3 separate regions of the Sus scrofa genome follow, and regions 1 and 3 are each linked to region 2. A link is a contact called in public Hi-C and targeted proximity ligation data. All regions are on one chromosome and are shown on one strand. The core of a region is the stretch at or near the end of the contact, and the rest is flanking DNA. Distances in the headings are between cores, read along the strand shown. Region 1 overlaps LOC106509843 (a long non-coding RNA gene). Region 2 has its middle 180 kb from the start of ZFP36L2. Region 3 overlaps LOC106509843 (a long non-coding RNA gene).

The links. A called contact is a pair of places that touch in the nucleus more often than the background predicts.
Region 1: a contact with region 2 is called in a targeted proximity ligation map of skeletal muscle. A contact is called at or near these places in 4 of 47 Hi-C or Micro-C datasets (embryonic fibroblasts, epiblast stem cells, heart right ventricle and 1 more) and 2 of 2 datasets of targeted methods (alveolar macrophages and skeletal muscle).
Region 3: a contact with region 2 is called in a Hi-C map of liver, with 1.7 times the contacts expected there. A contact is called at or near these places in 5 of 47 Hi-C or Micro-C datasets (embryonic fibroblasts, heart right ventricle, liver and 2 more) and 1 of 2 datasets of targeted methods (skeletal muscle).

The regions. Positions count from the first base shown.
Region 1 is chr3:97,532,164-97,535,178 of Sscrofa11.1, reverse strand. The region is part of intron 2 of LOC106509843 (a long non-coding RNA gene); the gene reads left to right. Among named protein-coding and RNA genes, the nearest start is that of TRNAI-UAU, 34 kb to the left of the region's middle.
Region 2 is chr3:97,376,108-97,379,160 of Sscrofa11.1, reverse strand. No RefSeq gene overlaps it. Among named protein-coding and RNA genes, the nearest start is that of ZFP36L2, 180 kb to the right of the region's middle.
Region 3 is chr3:97,510,601-97,513,325 of Sscrofa11.1, reverse strand. The region is part of intron 2 of LOC106509843 (a long non-coding RNA gene); the gene reads left to right. Among named protein-coding and RNA genes, the nearest start is that of TRNAI-UAU, 56 kb to the left of the region's middle.

The DNA of each region.
Region 1 (3,015 bases), core at 124-2,623, 160 kb before region 2:
AGCAACTTGGGATCCGAGCCACGTCTGCGACCCACACCACAGCTCACAGCAACCCTTAACCCACTGAGCAAGGCCAGGGATGGAACCCGCAACCTCTTGGTTCCTAGTCAGATTCGTTAACCACTGCGCCACGACGGGAACTCCGGGGCACTGTCTTTTTAAACTCCTTACTTGGCTTCATTTAATTACACAGCCCCCTGTTCAACAACATCCCCTCATCTGTCCTGTCCTAAGCAGAGGGAGGAAATCGGACCTGTTGTCCTGTCGTGGCTGGGCCTTGACCCTCATTCTCTGGCCGACGTTCAGGATGGAGCTTGGATCCCTTCCTCCAACCCCCCGGGACAGGAGCCTGGCCAGGGTGTTGGGACTCTGGGAGAAGAGGTGCCTGTGACCCTTCCCCCACCTCCCTCCCAGTTCTGCTCTGAGGACAGGGGGAGAGGGCTCTTCCAGGCTGTGCTGGCAGCCAGGCCAGCGTTTGTGGTAGGCGGTGTTTATGTGAATGCACAAATGTTTATGTGAGATTGCCAACCGGTTATTTATGAGTCTCTCAGCCCTTCCCCAATAAAAGCTGTTCCTTCAATGTTCTGACAGGCCCCGCATCTGTAACTAATGTGTCACTCGCTCAGCTAATGCAGTTCACTTGTGTTTATTTTTGCACAAAAGCAATTTATCCAGTCGCTCTGGGAAAACACACACACACAACCAGCCCTGTCAAGGACCTTCTTTGGAGCAGAGTGTTTTTCCTCAAAAGAAACTCTAAGTGGCTCAAAGGGCAGGGCAGCCTCCTGGTGTGCGTGCCTGACGGTGTGAGTGGCTCAGTTCTGATTGTGGGGGAGTGTGTGGAGTGTGGGGTGTCTGGCGTGGGCCCCTCTGCTTTGTCTCTGAGTATATGGATGTGTGTCTTTTTTTTTTTTTTTTTTTGCTTTTTAGGGCCACACCCGGGGCATATGGAGATTCCCAGGCTAGGGGTCGAATCAGAGCTACAGCTGCCAACCTATACCACAGCCACGCCAGGTCCTTAACCCACTGAACGAGGCCAGGGATCGAACCCACAACCTCATGATTCCTAGTTGCATTCGTTTCCCTTGCGCCACAAGAGGAACTCCTATGAATGTGTGTCTTTGTGCCTTTGTCTGTCTCAGACTGGGTGGGTTTGAGTGTTTACCTCTGAATCTAAGAGTTCTGCTGGCTGAGTGTAGGTTACTTTTAAAGAAAGTATGGGGGTGGCTCTGGATCTAACTTTGTATTCCCTCTGGTGGAGGTAAATCAAAGTTGGGAAAGTAAGTTGTTGGCAGCTAAAGTGCCTGGGGGAGGAGGTTTGAGGAAGGAGGGAAGGAGGGCGAAGGTTAAAAGGGAGGATGATTGGCTTTGGGGCAAAAGGAGCATTAACACTGGCCAGCCAAGGACTGTGACTGTAAAACAGCGGAGGAAGGCTGCCCAGGCCTTGGTCCCTTTCCCTGCGGTTGTGAATTTTATCATCCCCGCTCTGTTTTCTCTCAGTACTGGCAGTGAACCTTCACAGTGAAAAGATGCTCTGTGGGCTTGTTTGGGGGATGCTGGAAGAGGGAGGGAGCCTGAGAAGCCATTTCCTGCTGCACAAGCAGATTTCTGGAAAAGGAACCCAACAGTGGGGGGAGGATGAGAGGGGCATGCCTGCCAGGGTGGGGGTCGGGAGTCAGGCTGAGTGCTTGGGTCTGCTGGGAAGAAAAAGAGGTGCTGATTTCGGCTGGGGAGGGGCCTGGTGGTCTCTGTGGTCCCCAATCTCACTTCATAGAGTGTTTCCCTGACCCTGGCCAGAACCCATCGGGGTTGGACCGGAGAGTCCAGGAGGCTCCGTGTAGACCCCTCCCACTGCTGGAAAAGCTTTAGAAGCCCATGGCCAGCTGTCCTGGAGGGGATGGCCCCGATGGTAGGTGTCCCTCATATCTGAATGACCCGGCAGTAGTAGTGGACTGTTAGGACAGTGGGCCCAAAGTCTCATGCCTGAGGGATCTCTGCACTCATTACCCAAAACAGATGTCTTCTCACAGCTCAGACCAAATCTTGGCTGCCTTGTCCTGATCTGCCAGAAAATATCACGTTAACAGTTTGGCATTTTGCCCTCTTGAGTTTTCCTCCAGTAAGATTGCTTTAAATCTCTGGTGCCGGCTGAATGATAAGTCAGTGGATATTTGGATAAACATAGAGAAATAGACGACAGTGCTTTGCCTGAAAGCTTATTTTTTATGGCTCTGGGTTGTTCCCATGGTGATTTTGTCTGGCCTTCAAAGCTGACCGTCAGTTGGGGTGGTCAGGGGAAGCTGTCCGTTTGTCTCTGGTTTCTGTGGCCAGGTGACATTCACGGTCGTCCCTTTGTCTCTCTGTGACCTGAGCGGATTTGGGGCCTGCTCTTCCTTTTGGCCAGGGAGTGTGGGTGTAGGAGGAAGGCGAGGAGCAGAAGGATGTCAGTCAACCCTGCCCCTGCCTGCAGCGCCTTGGGAGTGCCTGGCTCCTGGCTCCCACGCTCAGAACCCATCCTTCTGATCTCCCTGTGATATTTAACTTGCAGTTGAATTCATCCCGAGGCTGGTGGCTGTCCCTTGGTGGTGGGTGCACCTCCCGGCCACCTGTCTTGGAAAGCTCTGGGGCAGGCTCAGGCCTCCTTTCCTTCTCTTGTGGGCCTGTGCCTCGGGAGGAGTGGGGAGCTGTGAGTCTGGGGGTGGGGACAGGAGGACCCAGGGGATAACCCTGTACTCTGGAAGGAGGCTTACTTTAGAATTTAAGAAGAACACCAGCTCCCAGCCCTCACCAGGTTCAACCAGACACTGCCTTCCTGGCTCAAACCACATAACTGTCTAATTGTCAGGCTCAACAGCCTTTCCTCCTCGCTGCTTGGCTGTAGGCTATGTGGCCAAGCTGTCCCCTCTTGCTGTGGCCCTGGGGTTGCCTCCATACCAGGCTCTCTTTCCTGGTTGGCGGCTCTCACCTCCCACCTTGGCTGCTGCAGGCCTGGGAAGGGCCACTGAACACACGCAT
Region 2 (3,053 bases), core at 386-2,885:
TCCGTGAGTGCTTGGTGAACCAACATGCGGGGGTGCTTATGGGGGAACTGAACCCGCCAGAGACAAGTGTTTCGGAGGCACATGGCATTGATGTCACCATTTGGTCACATGCTGTCCTAACTCTCAAAGTGGAGCCTAGGTTTCATATTATCCCTTTATGGCAGAGATGCTAAGAGAAAGATGGGTCTGAGTTCCAGCTCGGCCTCTTCTGAGCTGTGTGACCTCTTTGAGAAACATCTGGATCCGAGATCCAGCTTGGCCTCTTCTGAGCTATGTGACCTCTTTGAGCTCCCACATCCTCATCAGCAAAACGGGGACCCGCGCTGGACAGACCTTTGTTTTGATGATTAAATAAGATGACATATGCCAAGTTCCCATTGTGGCACAGCGGAAATGAAGCTGACTAGTGACCATGGGGTTGCAGGTTTGATCCCTGGCCTTGCTCTGTGGGTTGAGGATCTGGCGTTGCCGTGAGCTTTGATGTAGGTTGCAGACGCGGCTAGGAGCCAGTGTGGCTGTGGCTATGGTGTAGGCCTGCAGCTGTAGCTCTGATTCGATTCCTAGCCTTGGAACTTCATGTGCCAAGGGTATGGCTGGCCCTAAAAAGCAGTAAATAAATAAATAAGATAACGTATGAGAAGTCAGCAATTCTCTGGCACATAGATATGCATCCGAATAGTGGCTAAATATTCTCCTTCTTCACAATTTCATTCTAGGGGCTCAACCTTCTGGAATCAGGAAAATTGTCTGATTAAGTGGATTCATGCTGATTCCAGCCTCAGCTCTATGCAAAGGATTCTGATTCCCTAAGTCTGGGAAGAGTTCCCAAACTCATTATTTTATTTGTCTTTATTTTTAAATAAACATCCTGGGTGATCCTGATGCTTAGCCAGGTTTGGAAGCCACTGGAATAAGTGATGATGGGGTTTTATGTTCATAAAGACCAACTTGTGTCCTCAAAAGTAGGGTTTTAGCTTAGAGGTACCTTCCCACGGCCCCTGGAACCACAGCAGGTGGGACCCTCTCTCTCCCCATGGGGGGAGGGGGTGACATCCCTCTAGAGCAGCCCGCAGGAAGGGATGGGGGCCGCGCCAGCTGTGTCCCCTCCTGCAGCTGTTTCAGTGCCATAGCCCCGTGGAAACCACTGTGAAATTCATTCTCCACATCTCCCGAAGTTGGGCCAGGTGGCTACTGGCTGGGGCAGCTGATCCCACCCGACAAGAGGCCTGCGAGCCAGGGAAATACAGCCACCCGCCTCCACTCAGCACAGGGCCCCCCGTTCCACCCTCCCGGGCCAGTAAGTGCTTTTTGTCCCAGATCAACTCAAATCCTCCCCCGGGAAAACTTTTCTTTCCTCAGGAAGCACCCAGCTCTTGCCTTGCTGCAGGTTCTCTCAGGGCTGTCTGGCTCTGGAACCTGGTCAGGACTGGATCCCGCCTCCCAGGGACCCCTGAGGCCTGGGGCTGAGTTGGCTGCTCTGGGAAAATGCAAGCGGAGGAGGCGGGAAGCTGCAGATTCCACTCATCCGCCCGAGAATGGCAGCGGGCCGGAGCTCTCCCTGCAGCAGGGAGCTGAGCTTTTTATGAGCTGCACGGAGCTACAGAAGCAGGGATTTGGCTGAGGAAGAAGGGAAAGGCCCAGAATGAGAGCACTGTCCTCCGTCAAGGACACAGGACTGTTGACGTGGGAGAGATGGGCGCAGCCTCTGGATCAAGTCCACGGGGAGGAGGAAATGGTTTTCACTGAAAAACAAAGTTGAAAAACAGTTTACTGAAGGGACAAGAAGGAGGAAAGGGGGTGGGGAACCACCTCAAACTGTCTGATCATCAAAATCACCTAGTCAGTTAAAAATACAGATTCCAGTCCTCGTTCCAAGTCAATAAAATATTATTCTTGGTAGCTCTGGCTTTTTTTTTTTTTTTTTCCTTGTGGTTTAAAAGTGTAGATCCCTTGTCAATTGTATCTCAGTAAAACTAAGGGGAAAATTAAGATATATGTAAAATCAGCGGAAGAATGAAAGTCAGTTGCACAAAAAGAAAAATTGCTTAGAAGACAGCGAGTGGATATGGAGGTTGAGGGATGTGGATTAAACTATTACCTTCCTAAGATAGACATTAATATCTGAACCTGAAACGTTAATAATATAATAAGCTTCGTTTTTTAATTAAGGAGAACGTGTCACTGGAAATAAAATGATAATCTTTTTAAAATGCAGATTTTGGAGTTCCTGTTGTGGCTCAGCAGATTATGAACCCAACTAGCATCCATGAGGATGTGGGTTTGATCCCTGGCCTTGCTCAGTAGGTTAAAGACCTGGCCTTGCTGTGGCTGTGGTGTAGGCTGGCAGATGAAGCTATGATTGGACCCCTAGCCTGGGAACTTCCATATACCATGGGTGCAGCCCTAAAAAGCAAAAAAAAAAAAAAAAAAAAAAAAAAAAAAAAAAACTTAAAATAAAAATACAGTTCTCTGGTTGCTCAGCGGGCTAAGAATCTGGTGTTGTCACTGCTGTGGTGCAGGTTCAGCTTCTGACCCCGGAACTCCTGCATGCCATGGGCACAACCAAAAATAAATTTTAAAAAATAAAAGCAGATTTCAGCTCACATAGCTTGGAACACCCCTGGGTGGGTGGATATCATGAGTCAGGGGAAGCAGTAATTTATGGAATCAACAACATGGGCTGTGTTTCTAAATTTTCAATTAGGCTTAGGAAGGAGGGAGAAGAGATACAACAGGAAAAAAAAAAATCGCAAAGCCACCTCTCTGCAGCCAGGCTGGGTCTTCCTCTGGATGACCGCCCCACCCCCCTCCTTCCTTTCTCAGTTGTTTCCGGGTGAACTCTCTCGCTCAACTCCTCCGTTCCCTCTTCTTTTCCACCATCAGCCCCCACCACCTGAATAGTGGAAGGCTGAATAACGCCTCCCACCCCCGCAAAATGTACATGTCCCAGTCCCTGGAATCTGTCCATGTCACTTTATGTAGGACTTTGCAGGTGTAATTAAGTGAAGAATCACGAGGTGGGGAGATTACCTTGGGTTATTGGGGTTGGTCTA
Region 3 (2,725 bases), core at 21-2,520, 130 kb before region 2:
CCCCATAGGGTGTCCTTGCTGGGCTGGGGGTCAGGGAAGAGGACCCTGGTCCAGGAACACTTCCTGCCCTGCTGAGGCCCCAGGCACTTCTGCGGGGGGTTGTGTTAGCAGGGGTGAGGGTGTTGGGGAGGAGGAGAGCTCTTTCCTATCTTCAGTCCGCCCCTTTCTCAGAACCCTCAGAGCGCAGAACTGAAAAAAGCTTCCCAGGCCTGTGACCATCTCTTGGTTTTTTTTTGTTTGTTTGTTTTGTTTTGTCTTTTTAGGGCCACACCCATGACATATGGAGGTTCCCAGGCTAGGGGTTGAATCAGAGCTGTAGCTGCCGCCCTATACCACAGCCATAGCAAGGCGGGATCTGAGTCGCATCTGCGACCTACACCACAGCTCATGGCAATGCCAGATCCTTAACCCACTGAGCGAGGCCAGAGATCAAACCTGCAACCTCATGGACGCTAGTCAGATTCATTTCCACTGAGCCACGACAGGAACTCCCATCTCCTGCTTTTATTCAGGTAGGCACTGGACGCCCTCTGCTCTAGCTCCTGCCCCCCTCCAAGCCCTGGGTGGCTGATAAACTCATTTCCTCTGTGAAACTCATGACTGATAATGGTTGGAGATGCGTGCCTTTCCAGGTGGATCTGCCCTTTACCAAGAGGAAAGACTCACTAGAAGCTGAATGCCAATGAAGGGAGGGCAGGGAGATAATTTGAGGCAGGGAGCCTTTCTGCTCGCTCCCATCATGAAGGTAGTACTACCTGTGTTGGTAGAATATGCTAGAACTTGCAAAGCCATTTCCCATAGGGTGTCTTATTCGATCCTCTCATCAATGGATAGAGGTGGACACAGAAAGGACTGTTATCACCACTTGCAAATGAAGAAACTGGGGCCAGGAGGGAGCAGGAATATGCCCAAGACCACGCAGTCACATGGTGGCAGGACTGGGGCAGGGTGTTGATTCTTATCACTCTCAGAGAGGTCTCGTCCGGGACGCTGGGCTGCAGAGCCTGGGCACGGGCGTGTGAATCGCCCCTGTCCAGAGGCACATGGGAGTGGGGATGAGGCAGGAGGTTTGCAGTCAGAGGGCCTGCCCTAGGATCTGAACTTCGGCTCTTTCTCAGCGGTTAGTTACCACCCCAGAGCTTCGGTTTCCTCACTAGTCAAGTGGGGGTAACAACCCCTTTCCACTCTCACCCACCAGGGTTACTGTGAGGCCCCCCAATGAGATAAAGTCATCAAAGCATCGTTGCAAACTGCAGAACCCTGCCCACATGCTCGATTCCAGGAAGCCAGGGCTGGACTCTTTTTGCACTGTTCACACCCTTCCTTTGGGGGAGGCAGAGGCTCAGAAATAGCCTTCGCTCTGTCCTCCCCGCTTCCCCCGGGATCGGGGCTGAGTGTTTTCTTCTTGGAAAAACAAAAAATCAAAGCAGTGGCAGAAAAACCAACAGCCTGTTTCTGCTTCCCCTCGGCTGCCCTTCTGGCCTCTGGGGCCAAGAGAGGATGTCGCCGGAGTCCAGGGTTTGGCTGGGGCCTTTCAGAGCCCTCACTGCCCTGCAAGGGCCAGCAGGAGAGGCCTGGATGGCGCTGGTCATGTGCTCAGAGGCCAACGCTGGTAGTGCTCTGAGGCGTGGGGTTCTGATCTTCCTTGGGAGACTGGGCAGGGAGGAGAGGAGCCCCGCTCTTTCAGGCCTGAGAGCACCCAGGAAGGGCTTGGACGTGCTAGAGAAGGGTATCCTGTCCTCTCAACCAGAAATAATTATTCATTTCAATGGACACCTTTCTGGCCATTTGCAAAATGAAATTCAGAATCCTGTGTCTCTTTTTTACCCCCTCTAATGAGCAGCAGATGAGTTTTCAGGGTGTGTTTATCTTTTTCTAGAAACAAGGAAAGGCCAGCTTAAGAGGATAAACAAAACCTACAAACTACATATTGCGTGGCACAGCCGGGCGACCCCGGATGGGAGTGGGCCGGGCCCTGGCCCCCTGCCCTGACGTGTGGCTCTAACAGGGCTTCCCGCTCCAGACCCAGCGTCTTCACCTGAGATGGTTAGGTGGGCCCCCCTGTGTCTCCTACACTGTCGACGGGAGGTTTACACAGAACTTAGTAAGGGCAGCAAAAGGGACGTGTTGAGAAAAGCCTAACCTATAGTGCAGATGAACTGTATATGGTTTTCTGAACATTTAGGCTGTCACATCCACAGCAATCTCAGACAATATAGAGTATGCATCTGCTTTTAATTTCCGTCCCTCCTCAACAAGAGATTGAGAAAGGAATGTTCCAGTCCATCCCTCTATGGTCTCAGGCAGTATCTGGGTTCTACTCTTTCTTCCAGTCCTCCTCTTGTTCCAAACCATTTGGAGTCCCAGTTGGTTCCATGACAGCCGCTCCCTTTCTTTTTAGGACTCGAAGCCCAAGAACTAGTTTTTCTAATTTCCCAAGACTTAGAATACAGCGTTCAGCCCGCCTGGTTTCATAGCACTGTCTCTTTGCTGTTTGCTTTACCACAGGCTTATTTGGAGACTGAAAGTAGTGGGTGGGGCTCTCAGCCAGTGTACATTCTGCTAATGAAGCTGGCCTTGCCAAGAACCTTCTTTCTGCCACTGCTGTGGTAGGTGTCGTTCTACTTTCAGCCTTGGGTTTTAATAGGATAGGAAAGGCACAACTTCTGAACATTGTACTAAGGAGTTCTCCTCGATTTGGAATAAAGACATTTTCTAAACTAAT